Regions from separate parts of the Mus musculus genome. Here regions 1 and 3 are each linked to region 2. The links are chromatin contacts, called in public Hi-C and HiChIP or PLAC-seq maps. All regions are on one chromosome and are shown on one strand. The core of a region is the stretch at or near the end of the contact, and the rest is flanking DNA. Distances in the headings are between cores, read along the strand shown.

Evidence for each region. HiChIP or PLAC-seq counts read pairs in DNA pulled down with a chosen protein or histone mark. Hi-C and Micro-C count contacts between places; a contact is called where the count stands out from the background.
Region 1: a CTCF HiChIP or PLAC-seq map of CD8 T cells shows a contact between it and region 2, with 5 read pairs. The contact joins two enhancer-like sites. A contact is called at or near these places in 2 of 15 datasets of contacts at CTCF or cohesin (CD8 T cells and large pre-B cells), 3 of 484 Hi-C or Micro-C datasets (large pre-B cells, liver and myocytes) and 2 of 115 datasets of contacts at active chromatin or transcription factors (both in embryonic stem cells).
Region 3: a contact with region 2 is called in a Hi-C map of Th1 cells, with 2.7 times the contacts expected there. The contact joins two enhancer-like sites. A contact is called at or near these places in 3 of 484 Hi-C or Micro-C datasets (the 3T3-L1 cell line, Th1 cells and forebrain) and 1 of 115 datasets of contacts at active chromatin or transcription factors (embryonic stem cells).

The regions. Positions count from the first base shown.
Region 1 is chr9:14,351,156-14,353,970 of GRCm38.p6, forward strand. No RefSeq gene overlaps it. Among named protein-coding and RNA genes, the nearest start is that of Gm34156, 17 kb to the right of the region's middle. Within about 2 kb of position 1,391, at least 11 of the 459 cell types and tissues checked have an H3K27ac peak or open chromatin away from gene starts, as enhancers often do. A contact at or near this core is called in CD8 T cells, where this site is marked.
Region 2 is chr9:14,174,247-14,177,043 of GRCm38.p6, forward strand. No RefSeq gene overlaps it. Among named protein-coding and RNA genes, the nearest start is that of Gm51286, 4.4 kb to the right of the region's middle. Within about 2 kb of position 1,270, at least 171 of the 459 cell types and tissues checked have an H3K27ac peak or open chromatin away from gene starts, as enhancers often do. A contact at or near this core is called in CD8 T cells and Th1 cells, where this site is marked.
Region 3 is chr9:14,009,086-14,011,785 of GRCm38.p6, forward strand. No RefSeq gene overlaps it. Among named protein-coding and RNA genes, the nearest start is that of 1700019J19Rik, 80 kb to the right of the region's middle. Within about 2 kb of position 1,441, at least 46 of the 459 cell types and tissues checked have an H3K27ac peak or open chromatin away from gene starts, as enhancers often do. A contact at or near this core is called in Th1 cells, where this site is marked.

The sequences.
Region 1 (2,815 bases), core at 141-2,640, 180 kb after region 2:
GTAGAAGCTGGGGGTGAGAGGGACAAGGACAAACCCTTGCCCAAGACTGATTTCAAAGGATCACACTAGCAGCAAAAAGCCACTGAAATGAGCAAACCTCACAAGTCACGGGACACCCTGCCCCCCTCAGAAGTCCAGCTATGTAACGTGTACCCACACAGCACCGGGTGTGGCTACAGTGGCTCTGTCCACTTGTCTCTCTCAGGTCATCCACACAGAGTGTTCTTATTTATCGAGTTTTCTCACGTTTAAAGACCAATTTCCTGCTCTTAGAAGGCCCCTCACTTTGGTCCCAGCACTCATAACCCAGAGCTTCCCTTGAGTCAGAAACATTCTGGGTTAAAAAATGGTGACCTAAGGTAGGAACCGCCCGACACTCAGTAAAGAATCCCAGAACAGCACTTACCTACTGAGGATCTCCTGTGTGGGAAAACAGTTTCCAGCCCAGGGGAAGATTTCATGAGACCACTGATGGTCTGGACACACTGTTTTAACACTCCTCAGACTGCGCAATCTACAGGAAGAGCCAAGAGGTGAGATGTCCTGCAATGCTTCAGGCTGCTGGGTGGGGTACTATCTGGGAGCAAGGAACATGAGCAGTTTCTTAAATGCCTTCTGGCTAACTACACCAGTAACCCATATTGCACAAGTATGCCAAGAAAGAATAATAGTAGGGCTCTAAGGAGCCCTCCTGCTTAGTGTCTCTTCTTGCTTACAAATGCAGCAGTAGCTTTCTTTTACTCACAAGAAGGAAACTCAATCTCTGGGGTTCCAGGATGCTCCCATTCCTGCTTCATTGCTGGACAAAGTGAACAGGAGACACCTGGAGAATCTACAACCTGCAAATAAGTTAGGGAGACCATGCCCTTGCTTGCGACCTCCAGCAGAGTCACCAGGAGCTGCTGTCTGGTGCTGGGAACTGGCCATGCTGCCCCAGGGTTTGCCAGCTTGCCAGACATGAGGCACTGTTGTGGTTTGAATATGCTTGGCCCAGTGAATAGCACTATTAGGAGGTGTGGCCTTGCTGCGACCTACCAAGCAAGGTGAATGAATTCATCTGTGGGTCATTCTTATCTAAGAGGCTGATGAACACAGCTTGTTTGCTTATAGTGAGGACCACCACTTTCTGGTAGCTAAGATGTGTCCACTTGCATGGTTCCTCTTACCTAAGTAAAAGTCCAGAGAAGCCACAGCTGTCATAAAATTCTAGATTCCATGAGACAAGAAGCCTGAAGGGAAACTGCCTGTCAAAGCCAGACACCAGAAAGTCTCTTGCCTCCCTTCCTAAACATGGCTGCAAATGCAGGTCTCTGTTTTCTTATTTGTCTGTACAGACTCCAGCCTGCTCTTTCACAGACACCAGCGAGGCACTCTAGCCTCTGCTTTCTGTTTCACATTGACTCCCTTACTATACTTTAACTTGGCCCTTTCAGCTTTGATCTAGAAACATTATGATCTTTACAGAAACTCCAAGTCAAAGTCAGATGTCTGTCTGTCTTTCAGGTAAGGAAGCAGAGCTAAGCAACTTTTGCACATAAGTTAGTGAGCCAGGCCTGACTGTCACCTGGACTACAGAGCAAGATTGTCCTCCAGGAATGACCTCCTTCCCTCCAGGGAGCATCTCATGTTGAAACCCTGAACTGACACTAGTGGTCACGAGCAGGTTGCTGGTTTGCAGTGTGTCCTTTAGAGGTAAAATGATGGTCTTAGGAAAAGAGGAACATAGATAGCCAATGAGAACTCAGAATGCGGATGAATAATTCCATTTATAGTGTAGCACTGTGTAAAACATGTGTGATGTGTTAAATAGGGTACTCAACACATGGCACACACACAGTTCATGGCTTTACTCTAAGGTGCGTCTCACAACAGGCCACAGGGGATCACCATGTCCTCCACAGGCTGCCTTTTCTGAACTGTGTGAGTTTCCTCATGATAAACAAATAGGAACATTTCTGTAATTGTCTATGTGATTCAGATTCCGTGAAGCAACTAGACCTTTGTTCATATTTATGAAGAATACGAATAGTAGTTCTAAATCCTACTCACTGATCAGAGTTTCTATTTCCTCACATATAGCTCAGGAAATTTTAATAAACAATAGCAAATTGAAAATTTCAGGAGCTGATTTGAATCAAAAAGAAAATAAATGGGCTGGGGGAGATGGCATAGTGGGTAAGGAAGGGCTTGCTGCACAAGCTTGAAGACATGAGTTCAGATCTCCAGCACTGTCCCTGCACACACACACACACACACACACACACACACACACACACACACCTATAATGTCAGAGCCAGGGAAGTGGAGACAAGCAGATCCCCAGAACTCAGTGGCAGTGCTAATCAGTTGGTGGGCTCCTGGTTCAATAAAATACCCTGTATCAAAAAAAAAAAAAAAAAAAAAAAAAACAAGGTGGAGTTCAACAGAGGAAGGCAGCTGGCCTCAACCTCTGGCCTCCATGCAAACACACGTATGTATACATACCCACAAGCAGGGAGAGAGAAGAAGAAATGGACATGGTATGTAACTCAGTAGTAGGGGCCTCTCCTAGCATTCGCTATGTTTACTCTCCAGCTTCACAAAGAAAAAGAAAGAAAGGAAGAGGGAGGTAGTCACAGATATCCCCAAACCTCATTTCAAGCATTCACATGCCCCCTACCAGCTCCCCCATATAGCCCACAGAACCAGTGACTGTCAGCAGTGACTCCCATATAGCCCACAGAACCAATGACTGTCAGCAGTGACTCCCATATAGCCCACAGAACCAGTGACTGTCAGCAGTGACTCCCATATAGCCCACAGAACCAGTGACTG
Region 2 (2,797 bases), core at 20-2,519:
GGATGCTGCCAGGCACGGTGGGATTGGAAGAGACCTCTCAGAGTCTGGGAAGCTTTGGGGTTTTTTTAGTCTGTTTACTGTCATGGAAATTCTGAGTGTGACTTAGAGGCCTCTCTGGCTTCGAGCCAGGTGGAAAGGTTTCACAGGGTGGGGTGGGGGTGGGTGGATAAAAGCAGGGATTCAACTGGGAAAAGACCAGAGTGGAAAAGCAGCTGTCTTGGCTCAGCCCCTAGAAGGATGCAAAGGACCAGTACCCAGTGTGAAGACAGGAGATGAATGAGACCCTGCAAGGTGAAGGACCCTGTACCACTGTCAGAGGGCACCAGGCTTGGTCAACTGCTGAGAACCTGTTAGAAACTGATTGCGGTGTGGGTGGGCTTGATAAACACACCTCTGTTCATTCATTCATTCATTCATTCATTCATTCATCCATTCATTCATCCATTCTGCAAACAGTCTCTAGAACCTACTGTGTTTGAGACACACTGTGTTCACAGAGGTGACAAACACTTTCTAGGCCTCCCACTCCATGGGACAGTTCAGCAAACACAGCTGCTCTGAATGATGTAGGTGGAAAGGGACCAGAGCTACTCTGGGAAGGGAAAAGAGACAAGTCTCAGATCCTCAGTGCGCATGCCCTCTTCAGAGCACCCAGGTTCATTACCTCAACCAGGAGTGGGATTGCTACTAATCTTGTGCTGAGGAGTCAAGTGAGTTAGTGTCTTCCCTGAAATTGCTGTCAACTGCAAAAGACACATAGGCTGTGAGTGTCCCTTCACTTGTGAGTATTGCTTTTTAAGGAGCTTCCATTGAGACCTCTGACAAAGGCAGTGGTGCCCTGCCAGAGGAAGCAGGCTGGGAAGGGACTTGCAGAAGACTGGCTTCCTAGAAACACAGATGTCACTAAGGTAGGCAGGCTGCTAGCCCTGAGCTTTAAGGCATTCTGGAACTGAAATGGAGGTGGAAACCATCTGGCAGGATAGGAAACTGAAAGTTCACGGCTCAGCCACCACAGCCTTGCTTCCCTGGCCTGTCTAGGCTCCCCACAAGCATGGACTTGTTTTCTGTTAAGATCTCTGGAGTGTGTGTGTGTGTGTGTGTGTGTGTGTGTGTGTATTTGTGTGTGTGCATGTGCATGCTCGTGCACGCTCATGCACCTATTTTATTAACAGCCTGAAGAGAAATAGCACGTGGCAGCTTGGTGAGCTAAAGAGGTCAGAGAACAGATGCAAAGTGAAGGGGCAGCTATGGAGCTGCTCCTGGCTGGCTGCCAGAGCCACTACTATTTTTTTTTTTCTGGCCAATAATCGTAGTGCTTGAAGATGATGAATACCTTTAGAGTTGCAGGGGCGGGGGGCTGGCTCCTTGGACAGCTTATTAACAGCAACACTGACAAACGGGATGGTAGGGGTGAACTTGATATCCCCTAGTGTGCGGGCAGCACAGTAATGTCGTGCTGTGGTTCTTTAGTTCAGCGAGCCTGAGAATTTGAAGATGTTCTGAACATGACCCTCCCACCACTCCTCCCCATAACTCAGACGAAGCACCAGAGAAAAAGCAAGCCACTGTATCAACTGTGTGGAGTTTCAGCTTTCTTGTTTGCTTGTGTGACTTCAGGCTTTCCTTATGGAGATAAGCAGAGCTCTGACTACATCAGGCAACTTGAGGTTTTATGTATACCAGAATAAATATATTTCCCAGCTGTCTTTTTTTTTTTTGTCTTAGAAAACACAGTCTTATAGAACATTGAGCAACTTAGAACAGGGTTTAGTCTGATCTCAACAATCATTCAGGGAATTTCAAATTAAAACGACATTGAGATTCTGTCTTATTCCAGTTAGAGTGGCTGGTGTCGAGAAAACTGACAACATCTGGGGAAGATGTGAGGAGAGGGCAGCTCTAATTCACTGCTGTCAGGAATGCAAACTGGTGCAATCATTAGGAAAATCACTAGGAAGTTTCTAATTAAAATATGATCCAGCAATACCACTCCTGGGCATAGACCCAAAGGACTCCACATACTACCACAAAGAGATCTGCACACCAGGCTTCGTGCTGCTGGATTCACAATAGCAAGGAGATGGGATCAGCCATCAACAGAGGACGAGATGACGAAAATATACACATACACAGTGGGGTTGTATTCAGCTGCACTGGAGGTGAGATGAAAATCTGGGGAAACTTAATGGAAATGAAAAGGACTATACTGAGGTGACTCAGCCTCAAAAACGACAAGAACCACATTCTCTCTCATATGCTAAGCCTAGTCTGACACGTGTATGTAAGTGTGTGTAAAGCACACACACACACACACACACACACACACACACACAAAACCTAGGAAGGAGATGAAGACAGGATCAAAAAGATGCTGAAGAGGGGGATCAGAGCAAATGGACCCATGACATCAAAGTGGGTCGGAGGTTATGGGAAGAGGCTACGGTTTGGGGGAGGGGAGTGGGGGGGAGGATGAGTGGGAGAAGAATCTACTAATACCAATTCTGCTTGGAACACTACAATGACTACTCTTACTATGTATGTAAAGTTTTAATTACACACACACACACACACACCAGAAGGATCATTATACAAGGCAGGGCAAAACACAAGGGCAAATGTTAAGGGCTTACGTTTGGCTGGCTGGACCCTTATCACAGTATATTCTAGTTTCTGCTTGGAGACAGTAACCCCACAGAAGGAAAAGAGAGCAGGAAGATAAGTAGTAGCCAGGGAGAGCACGGCAGAGCAGGAGGCTAGCTCCTCAGCTTCCAATGCCCCAGTGGGAGGCTCCATTTTC
Region 3 (2,700 bases), core at 191-2,690, 160 kb before region 2:
TCTTGGAGTGGCTGTTTATTTCTATAGTCAGGTTAGTGGTTCTCAACCTATAGACCATGGCCCTTTTGGGGTCTCAAATAACCCTTTCATTGGGATTGCATGTCAGGTATACTGCATATAAGATATTTATATTATGATTTGTAACAGGAGCAAAATTACAGTTAGAATGGCAATGAAAATAACTTTTGCTTGGGATCACCACACCCTGAAGTACTGTATTAAAGGCTCCCAGCATCAGTAAGCTTGAGAAGCAAGGGAACAGGGTCTCAGTGCTATAGCTCAGACTGGTGTGGGGCTCACTATGAAGCCCAGGCTGGCCTCAACCTCATAATGATCTTCCGGCCTCTTGAGTGCTGGAATCTTAGGTTTGAGCCACCATGCCCATCTGAGTATTTGCTTTGTTTTCTATCCCTAACTAGATTTTATCCAAACTCCTACACAGATGTGGTCCTCAACAATTGTTTCTTAATACGTTCGTTTCATTCCAAACAATTATTTCCATTGGGTAATGAATGCTGAAGTTGTAAATAAATTTAAGAAGAGACCTTGCCTTCCCAGACCTACAGCCCTACAGAAAGCCTGCACAGCTTGCCTTCGCTCCTGTCTTGTTATTTTAGATTTAAAATTAGAAACATATGTTGATTTGCAAGACGGGCATTTTTCCTTGTTTTTTTTCCCCCTGCACTTCTGAATAAACCTTTAAAACCCCACTATGTCAAGAAACAGCAATGAAAATGAAAAAGCGGGAGTGGGTAGGTTGGGGAGCAGGGTAGCAGGAGGGTATAGGGGACTTTTGGGATAGCCTTTGAAATGTAAATAAAGAAAATATCTAATAAAAAAGTTGTTAACTCAAAAAAATGTCAAATTATAATACTGCCTTCTGCAATACACACACACACACAGAGAGACACAGACACTAACACTCACATAAACACAAATCTACACAAACACACCAACACACAAATATACTACACATAAACTCTCATATACACATTAACATACAAGGAGACACACACAGAGACAAATACACACAGGCACACATAAACACACATGCACATACATAGTCACACAGACAAACACACAGCACTGTTGGTATATTTACAAAGATCCATGTAGAGAAATAGAAATCTAGTTTTAGATTTGAATTTTTCCCTCAAGTCATAAAACATAAACAAACAAACAAACAAGAAACCACAGACATTAACTGAAACTCCAGTGTATAAAACCTCTTAGTCATCACCACCAGGCTCTTTCAAAAACCAATTTCCTGGTGAAAAGACTGATTCATAGCTCGTGAAATCGTGGTTCCTGCCTGCCTGCCTGATGAATGGAAGCAATTGAAAAGGTCACCACTAGGGCTCAGGTTTGACATGGGGCCTTCCGAAAGAGGAGCTGGGCTTAAACTGCTGCTGTGAGTGCATTTCCTACTCTGATGACATCACACAATGCAAAAGGATTCTTCTCAGACCCTAACCCAGAAGAGAGTGAACTTCCATGGACAGCCATGCAAATCTTATGACATCCCATAATCATCACAGCAATCAGTAAATTAATTGTGCAGTGAAATTTTGGCCTTGTCTGGGAAGTCCCCCACCAGCGCTGATGTCATGTCTGTAGCTAACATTTGACGTTCTCAACACTGTTGATGAATGACAGCTCAGTTCTCAGTGCAGACCATGGGGTAGCCTGGGAGGTATCCCAAGAGGTTGTTTCTTGGTTATCTTGCATTCTGTGGGAGGAGTTTCCTGCTCTCTGAGCTACTGGGGTCCCAGAAGCAATGCTGCCTCCTTGCCTCCTTCAGAGTGTTTTGCAGGATGGACATCTGTTGGCCCTTGGCCTCTGTTTCCTCTTCTCTCCACTTCTTTGTAAACACCACTAAATGTCACAGGACCAAGGCAGATCGGTGCGTTCAGAAGATGCCTGTGCTTTGTGTGGTCAAATCCTGAAGAACTAACATGTGGGCACAGTAAATATTGTTAGCACTGAGACAAGCTTGAAATTCGCTCAGAGAGTGAAGCACAAGTGTACATATGCACAGGTGTATGTTACATGCACACACACATCAGATCACATATCAGATAGATCAGAGGTTGTCAACCTGTGGGTCTCAGTTCCTCTGGGCATAAAATGACCCTTTCACAGCGGTCACCTAAGACCATCCTATGCATCAGATATTTACATTATAATTCATAACAGTAGCAAAATTGTAGTCATGAAGTAGCAACAAAAATAATGTTGTGGTAGGGGATCAGCATAACATGAGGCGTTCTATTGAAGGACTACAACATTAGGAAGGTTGAGAACCACTGAGCTAGTCATACACGAGGGACATGCTGGTGAGGAACAGTTTACACTGCTACCAAGAGACTAGTATTTGATGATTTGCTGTTATCAAATAATACATCTTAAATATATGTAATTGTATTGGCCAATTCTAGGTTATTAAAACTGGAGGGGATGATGGTGTTTCTAAAACTAGATAACAAAAGCCATCTTTGGGGAAAGAGGTGAGGCACCTTCTATGATTTCCCCAGGCCTTTTAGGGAACAAAGAGGTGTTCTTTGAACATATATTTTTGAATCTAAAAGAAGGGTGACGTTGTAGACATGAAGGGAATGAAGGGAACAGGCACTGTTTAAAAAGGAATGTCCTGTGTACCATGGAAGCCCAGGAAAGACACCTGAAGCACCATCCTGCCCC